Linked DNA regions of Anas platyrhynchos: region 2 is linked to region 1. A link is a contact called in public Hi-C data. All regions are on one chromosome and are shown on one strand. Each heading gives the region's core, a stretch centred on a gene start, on an enhancer-like site or on the middle of the called end of the contact. The rest is flanking DNA. Distances are from core to core; before and after follow the strand shown. Region 1 overlaps PTPRM (protein tyrosine phosphatase receptor type M). Region 2 holds the start of PTPRM (protein tyrosine phosphatase receptor type M).

Region 1 (4,179 bases), core at 1,140-3,639:
ACTGTCAGACATCTTAGGACAAGAGGAAATGGCTTCAAGTTGCACCAGGGGACTGTTAGGTTGGATATTAGGAAAAACTTTTTCACTGAAAGGGTTGTGAAGCACTGGAACAGGCTGCCTTGAGAAGTAGTTGCATCACCATCCCTGGAGGCGATGCACATCAAAAGATGTGGTGCTTAGGGATGTGGTCTAGTGGTAGGTTTGGCAGAGCTAGTTTAAAGGTTGAACTTCATGTTCTTGGAGGTCTTTTTCAACTTCAAGCATTCTGTGATTCCATGATTTTGAGTTGCAGTAGTTTGCTAATACACATGAAGGCATAGACTGTCTTTTTCTAAAGAAAAATCTCTGTATTGGCCACTTTCACTTCATAAATTCCTCCAAATTAAGGAGTTTAAGGCACATCAGTGACTAAATGAAGTGCAGTCCAGTTGAAGAGCATCACTCAAGGTATGCAGACACTTCCAAAATGCCACCCTGGGAGAGCAAGAATACTGAAGGGGCTAGAAATCAGATACATTCACATGCAACAATTATTGCAAGATAAAAATCCTTTGAAAAAGTAGATAGTATGGATTTTTTTTTTCTGCAGTCTAGTGCTCTGGGATTCTGTGTTATGCATTAAAATGACAAATTGTACATCCTAGGAGGCTCAGCGCAGGTGTTGCCAAAGAGCAGATAATTACCGAATGGCTGCTCAAGTGAAGTTTTCTTAGAAACTATTACAGTATACTTAGAAATATTTTTCTTGTTTTTCTTATGTTTAAAAAAAAAAGTTCTTTCATAAAATAATTTTTAAAATGTGACTTTGATGCCAAGGTAGGTAATAGCTCAAAAAAAAAAAAAGACAGTTCTTCTTTCTCCCCCAACCTATGACTTTTCCAGTTTTGAATCATTATAGTTTTCCTTCCCCCAGAGTTGTTCTCATATAGTGCTAATAACAAAGAAACTTTTTTTTAAAAAAAAAAAAAAAAAAAAAACAGATAGAGGCTCAGTTAGTTTATTTAAAACAGAGATAGTAGCAAATATGTTAGTAGCTACATTACCGCCATACATTTGTTGTTGCTGTGAGTGCCAGGGGACTTCAAAACATTTTTGGCCTTCATCATCTTTACCATAACTGTAGACTGTAGTATTGTTCTGATGGAGATACATTTAAACTATTTGTTCTTTGGATGTTTTTCATGAAACATGAGTGGTGAACAGAAAGCATGCATTGAAATTCAGTAATGTGCATAATTCATCTATCATCATTTAACAAATGGAAAAGACTAAGACACACTGCCATCTATCACAATTATTTAACTACACTCTAGGGTGTGTTAAATTGTATTAAACAATTTTTGGCTTAAAAGATTTGGAGAATTGTATTGAGCAAGTTGCATCTTTTCCATCAGCTTACTGCTACTGTACAGTGATTTACAGTTTTGACATTTGTTACAAAACATTTAATTTGAACTAGGGATTTTTCAAAGCTGTTTAAAAAATGAACTTGCATAGATAAAGCGTTATGAGTATCTAGCACATAAACAGCAGCAACCAAATCTGAATTGGAAGCAACAGTATGGTATGTCTAAATCGTCCTTCTGAGGTACCTGCGTGTTCCCTGGATTAGGTAGTGGGGGTTCAGGGCCGTAAGGGGATGAAGTTTCCAATTTAGTCAGTTGTGTCCAAAGTCCAGGAGAGGTCAATCCTCTTGCAGTCTTGAGAATATTCAACTCCTTGGTTCTGCATGTGCCTCAGTTTCTTTCTTGCCTTGTTGAGATGAGTAAACTATTGCATGTTGCTGGTATGATAGTACAGCCAAACTAGATTTTGTCCCCTTCTAATAAGAAACAAGTTAAATCAAGATGAAAATCCAGTTAACCAAGTGCTTGCTAAGTAGTCTTCTAAATACTTATCAATTAGCAACGTAATGAGATATTTCATTCATTCCGTGAAAAACGGGTAATGTGTTTTTCTGAGTTCTGATACTGCACAAGAAATTGTCACAGGAAAGAAATAAGCACTGAAATCCAGGCCATGGCATGCAGCATTTTAGAGCCAGTATCTGCTTCTGGACCACGTCCCTAATTGTGAAAGTGGCTAGCAAAAATCAGTACCCAGTATTGAGAGAGGGATACAGGAACAGCAGTGCTGATGGTTGACTCCACCAGGCGGGCTGCATCAGCTGTTGGATGCAGACCAAATCTTCAGCTTATGGATTGACGTGTTGCAGCAGCGTTGCCAACTGCAGAGTTAAATCTTCGTCCTCAGCCCATCATAACAGGATGTGAAATATGACAGCTCTCAGGATCTCTGCTTTCAGCTGTTGGAATGTGGCTGCTGTCGCACCCAGGGTGTCAGCCTGGAGATCCTCCTGCCTGTTGTGTCCTTGGCTGCCAGTCGGTGGAACTGTGCTGGCGTGATTCAGCAGTGCTGCTCTGCGCAGTCTGGCTTGGCTTGGACAAGGTCAGGACCTGCCCCTAGACGTGCTGGAGGGAGCAAACTGCTGGGCAAAATGCTCCCATGGGGATACTGCTGGGAAGCTGTGCTCAACACAAATCGTGTTTCTGAAATGCTGCTGTTATGTTTTCAGATGAACTCCTAATTTTGAGTGTAGGGCTGAGGTTCATCTTGCACTTCAGCACAATATAGGAGTGTCTCTACAGGGAATTTTATTTTTAAAAGGCACTGAACTACAACTTGTGGTTATTGAACTTGGAGTTGTCTTTGATATATTAACTCCATAAACTCAAATTAAGATGGTTTTTTTCATTTTAATTGTAAAATGTCATCCCCATAGATTTACCTTGGTGTTGGTTTAGGGTTTTGCTGTACTTATTCTGTTGTTAACTACCTACTGAATTAGCAATGCCATAAATGTCTGTGCAACGCTCTTGTGCATTTTGCAGAAGACATTTATAAAGTTCTGTACTGCTTTCAAAATAGCCATATAAATTCTTAAGCCACTTCCACATGGTGGAATTCTTAAGTCGCTAGAAATATTTTAGAAAACTAAATTGTATTTCTTCAATCCTTGTAATAACATGATATAAAGCTAATAGTTTTAAAGAATTGTTTTTTTTCATTTTCAAAGAAAAACATACTTTTTAAAATCTAATTGTTCATTTTCTTATTCCTTGTGGCGAAGCCTGTTGTTTGCAGAAGATTCCAAAGAGGCTTCCATTCCTAACCCAGTCCTTTTCTTCTGTCCTGTATTATCTTGAGCCAGCAGTGTGCTCAGGTGGCCAAGAAGGCCAACAGCATCCTGGCTTGTATCAGAAACAGTGTGACCAGCAGGGCTAGGGAGGTGATCGTCCCCCTGTACTCGGCTCTGGTGAGGCCGCACCTCGAGTACTGTGTTCAGTTTTGGGCCCCTCGTTACAAGAAGGACATCGAGGTGCTTGAGCGGGTCCAGAGAAGGGCGACGAAGCTGGTGAGGGGCCTGGAGAGCAAGTCCTATGAGGAGCGGCTGAAGGAGCTGGGCTTGTTCAGCCTGGAGAAGAGGAGGCTCAGGGGCGACCTTATTGCTCTGTATAAGTACATTAAAGGAGGCTGTAGAGAGGTGGGGGTTGGCCTGTTCTCCCACGTGCCTGGTGACAGGACGAGGGGGAATGGGCTTAAGTTGCGCCAGGGGAGTTCTAGGTTAGATGTTACGAAGAGCTTCTTTACTGAAAGGGTTGTTAGGCACTGGAACAGGCTGCCCAGGGAGGTGGTGGAGTCACCATCCCTGAAAGTCTTTAAAAGAGGTTTAGATGTAGAGTTCAGTGATATGGCTTAGTGGGGACTGTTAGTGTTAGGTCAGAGGTTGGACTCGATGATCTTGAGGTCTCTTCCAACCTAGAAACTCTGTGTGATTATGCTGAGGAAGCACCAGTGATGCTGTCTGAGATAGGATGGTCAGTTACCTCCTCTTAATTGTTGTTTTCTCCACAGCTCTATGATGTTGCCCGTTTTCCTTGATTCTTTAATCTTTTATTTTTTTGGTATATCTTTGGTGCTTTCTAATACATGCACACCATCTCTAAATATTTGTGTGTTTCTTTTTAACATTCCTATTTTTTTTTCTGTGATCTTTTCTTGCTTTTGCAGTAGACCCTTTTGAATGCCATCCTCACCACCCGTATCAGTTATGGTAACACCTGCTGATGTTCCTTGGTATAGCCCATTTGGAATCCAAAGTCACATTGCCTGTTATCG
Region 2 (4,028 bases), core at 412-2,911, 88 kb before region 1:
TTGTACGTCTGAACATGATACTTTATCATACTGTGTTAAGACTGACATTAGCTGATTAGAGCTAGATTTTTTATGTGTTTCTGGTCGTTACAACTAGAGAGAAGTCATCAGTAGCATAAGAACTAGTTTAACCGTAGATTTTTTAGTGTCAAATCTATTAGTAGATACATTTGAAAATTTAGTGTAAGTTAAATTACTTAGGAGACTTACTAAGTTTTTAAAAACAGTTCTGTAGCTGCACAAGGAACATTTCCAAGACTAGCTAGACTTTCTAACGTAGAGATGCTGTAACTGCAGCTTTTAGAGAGCATACAATTTGCATAAATTATGCACGGGAGAAAAAAAAAAAAGTAGAATTATTATTAAAAGAAAAAAAAGAAAGAAAGAAAATAGCATAGGTTATCAAGGTCTGGGGGGATTAAGAACTTTTCTGGGAGGAGGTGGGAGGCGCAGACAACTAGGAAATTCCAGGCAATTAATAGACGAAGAAAACGCTCACAGTTCAAGGGAAAAGTCTGACGTCAGGAAAGACAACAATTAATGCTATTCTGCCCCCTTGTGTTAACTCAGGAGGTAGCTGCTGCCTTTACACCCCACAGATCTGAAAAAGTTCACGTCCCTTCGTGGAGATGGCATCAGGTTAACACGGGCATTGCTAAACCAGTGCCCTGACAGCAGAGAGGCTGGGGGGCTCGCAGGAGGGGACGGAGCTGAAGGGCCTAACTTTGAAGAGGATGTGTTCTGTGTAAATATAGTACAGGATACGGATACATCTTTGATATGCGCTGTAAGTTGCAGAACTGCATGGGGGATGGGTTAAGGCTTCAGTGGCAACGGGATTGAAGCTAAGCACACATGAGGGTATCGTAAAAGAAAACAGAGGACCCGCTCTGGAGAAAACAGGCAACGCAGAACCCGAGCTTTTGTGGTTTTTATTTGCCAGCTCCAACCCTTAATTGCAGCACTACTTTGATTCTTGTTTCCACCGTTTTGTTTGTGACCCCGGGGAATAAACAGGAGTTAAGTTTGGCCAGCCACCTGCACCTGAAATAAAACAAGCAAAGAAACAAACAAATAAATAAGCTTTAGCTGAAAGTGATGATAGCCAACAAAAACACCTCCACCCCTAGATGCCAAGTTCGGAAAGGTTTAAAACCAATACACACATTATCGAGGTGTCTGAAGGTTGGGGACTCCAGGAGCCGCATCCCCCAAACGGAGAGGGCTGCGGAGTAAAAACCCGGGCCCCTCAGCGTGCAAGGGACGAAGGCAGCTCCGTTTTGAAAGGATTTTCCTCTCGGTTTGAAGCGTGGCCCCTCCGAGCCCATTTCCCACCCCCGGCAGGGCTGTGGGGCGGGCGGGCTGCCAGGGGCGCCCTAAGCAGCCGGGGCGAGGCGCTCAACTTTCAGGGCACGCGTTTGGGGGCTCGGTCCCCCGGCACCATCCCCGTCCCCGTCCCTGTCCCCATCCGGGACAGGAGCTGCGGGGCAGGGGGGGGGCGACGCCGCGACCCCCGGAGCCGCCCGCGGCGCCCGGCCCGCACCGCCTCGCCCTCTAGCGGGGCCGAGCGGCGCCGCCGCCGGCTGGGCGTGACTTTCCCCGCTCCCTTCAGCCCGCCCGCCTGCCGGGGGGGACCGCGAGTCAGTCAGGGAGCCGAGCTCAACCGGGACCGGCGGCGGCGCCGGGCGGGGAGACGCCGGCATTACGGCTGCCCCCCCCCCCTCCAACACACCCGCCCCGGCCACCGGGCTCCGGGCAGCGGGAGCCGGCGGGGAGGCAGCCCCCGGGGTGAGGGCAGCGGGCGGAGGAAGGCACCGCGGGGTCCCCGAGCCCCTCTCCGGGCACCCCGAGGAGCCGGAGGGGACGAGGAGCGCACGGAGCGGCTGCGGGGAGCCCCGAGGGGGAGTCCCGGCCGCCCCCTCCCCGCCTGCCCCAGCGGCTGGAGGGGGGCGAAGGGGGGAGCCTCCTACTTTTTGGCAGACACTTTGGCACTTTGCTGGATCCGCGGCAGGAAGGGGTGGAAATATGGGGAAAGTTGGGACTTGCCTGCTTACTTTGGCCGGACTTTTGCTGGCAGCGGGAGCGCAGACGTTCACAGGTAAGGGTCGGGGGGGGGGGGGGACACATTGCCTTGGGTTCCTCTCTCCTCACCCCCCACCCCCGGCGGGGCTGACACTTCGTAGCCGCTTTTTAAACGGGGGAAAAACAGAAAAAAACAGCAACAACAACAAAAGTGTCTGCAGGAGGAGGAGAGGAGGCGGCGGGCGGGATGCCGCTGGCGTGCGCCTGGACGGGAAGGGCGCCGAGGGGAGGGGAGGGAAGGGCGAGCGGCCGGCGGGGTCGGGCCGGGCCGTGCCCCGCTCGGGCTGCGGCTCTTCCCCGCATCCCCCTTGCCAAAAGTTTCCCCCTGACCCCTGCCGGGGAGGCTGAGGGGCGAGGGGAGCCCCCCACGGGCAGCCCCCGCCGTCGGGCGGCCGCGACACGGCGGGGTCGCAGCTTTGGGGGACCCCCCCCGTGCGTGGGGCTGGCGGGGCTGGCAGCCGGCGGAGCGGCGAGCCCCTCTTCCCTCGGGTCCTCGGGTGGGTTTTCGCAGCCCCCCGCTGCTCCCCCGTCCTTTTTCCGTGCCGAAGAAACCCGTAATTTCAGACGGGAATCCGGGTTGTGAAATCCCCTTCGCAGCGGAGCGCGCAGAGCTCGCTCCGGGGAGGGGGGGGGGGAGGGATGTGTGTGTGTGTCGTGGGCTGTTTCCAGCACGAAGTTGCTGCAAAGTACGGTGAAGAAATTGAAGACATCTGGTCCTCAGCTCATGAGAAGTCAGCTTCGGTGGGGAGCGAGGCTTGGAGGCTTCGCTGGGTGCGCAGGCTGCTTGCCGGGTGTTTTGGGCGCACGCCGTGCTCCCGTGCGGCTCTGTGGCTACAGCAAGTTTTATTGGGGGGGGGGGGGGGGGGGAGGTAGAGAGTTCGTGGTCTGCTTTTAAACTCGTTTAAAACTAGAAAAATCTGGGTTTATGTCAGGTCCCAGCGACCTTTTGTGTATGCAGCTGCATTTCCCTTAAATTCTCCGCCGCGTTTTTTACTGCGGGTGAGACAGAGGGCTCCTGAGCAGAGAGATGTTTAGCACCGAGATGAGATATACGAATGATGAAATCTTTTTCCAAACAGTCGTGGTAGGACGAAGCTGAGCTCTGTAGTGAATTATGGAACTGAACTCATGTATATTAGCCCTATAACTCATTAATATGGGAAGTCCAGTGTCCGGGCTTCAGTGAGAGCTCTTCCTTTATGAAGACAAATCCGTAACTCACTGCTGACCTGCACAAACTCCTGTACTCCTTGTTCAAAGTTGAGCTAGGGCAGCTCTTATTCTGGATATGTAAGTGACTTGCGTGTGTGATACGCCGATGCTATGCTGGAGTCAGCATTTAAGCACCATTCATGTTGTCTTCATTTCCATTGCCACACACGGCCGTAGGAAACACAAACCATTCAGTGATGCCCGTAGGTGGATCTAGTTATTGCACAAGGCGATTCCAGTACCTCCAGAGCTCTGAGGGAGAGACACCACGATCTACAGGCTGAAATGGGATTGCAGAGGATGCCACGGGGTGCAGCATCTGGCCTGCTTTCTCCCCGTGCGTGCATATGTGCATGGATGTTAAATATTGAATGGAAAGCTTATCCGTGAAGAGGTGTGTGCGTCGTGGCTTTTTTCAGTATCAATTCTTGGTACTCAGACCAAAATTGATGAAATTTCCATTTTTGTACTTTACCATTTGAAGTGCATGCCTGGGAGTCATTTTTGCCTAGGGGAAAAAATTGCTGTTGCTTTTGCTAAGTGTGATGCATCAGTGTCATAGAAATTAAATTACACAAAAATCCGTCCTTGAGCTGGGCAGTTAGTTTTTGTACTAGCCATCCCTTGTTGCTGATGGGGGTTGTTTGAATAACCTGCCAAAAGTTTAAAAAAGGAATAAAAAAAAAAAAAAAAAAAAAAGAAAGAAAACCAACTCCACACATATTTGAAGCAAA

What was found. A called contact is a pair of places that touch in the nucleus more often than the background predicts.
Region 2: a contact with region 1 is called in a Hi-C map of skeletal muscle, with 1.9 times the contacts expected there. The contact joins the promoter of PTPRM here to the enhancer-like site in region 1. A contact is called at or near these places in 2 of 8 Hi-C or Micro-C datasets (skeletal muscle and subcutaneous adipose tissue).

The regions. Positions count from the first base shown.
Region 1 is chr2:51,146,596-51,150,774 of IASCAAS_PekinDuck_T2T, reverse strand. All of the region lies in intron 1 of PTPRM (protein tyrosine phosphatase receptor type M), which reads left to right. Among named protein-coding and RNA genes, the nearest start is that of PTPRM, 88 kb to the left of the region's middle. Within about 2 kb of position 2,389, at least 1 of the 8 cell types and tissues checked has an H3K27ac peak or open chromatin away from gene starts, as enhancers often do.
Region 2 is chr2:51,233,826-51,237,853 of IASCAAS_PekinDuck_T2T, reverse strand. It overlaps PTPRM (protein tyrosine phosphatase receptor type M), which reads left to right and starts at 1,661. Exons shown (of 32, transcript XM_027452030.3): 1 at 1,661-2,098. The coding sequence starts at 2,026.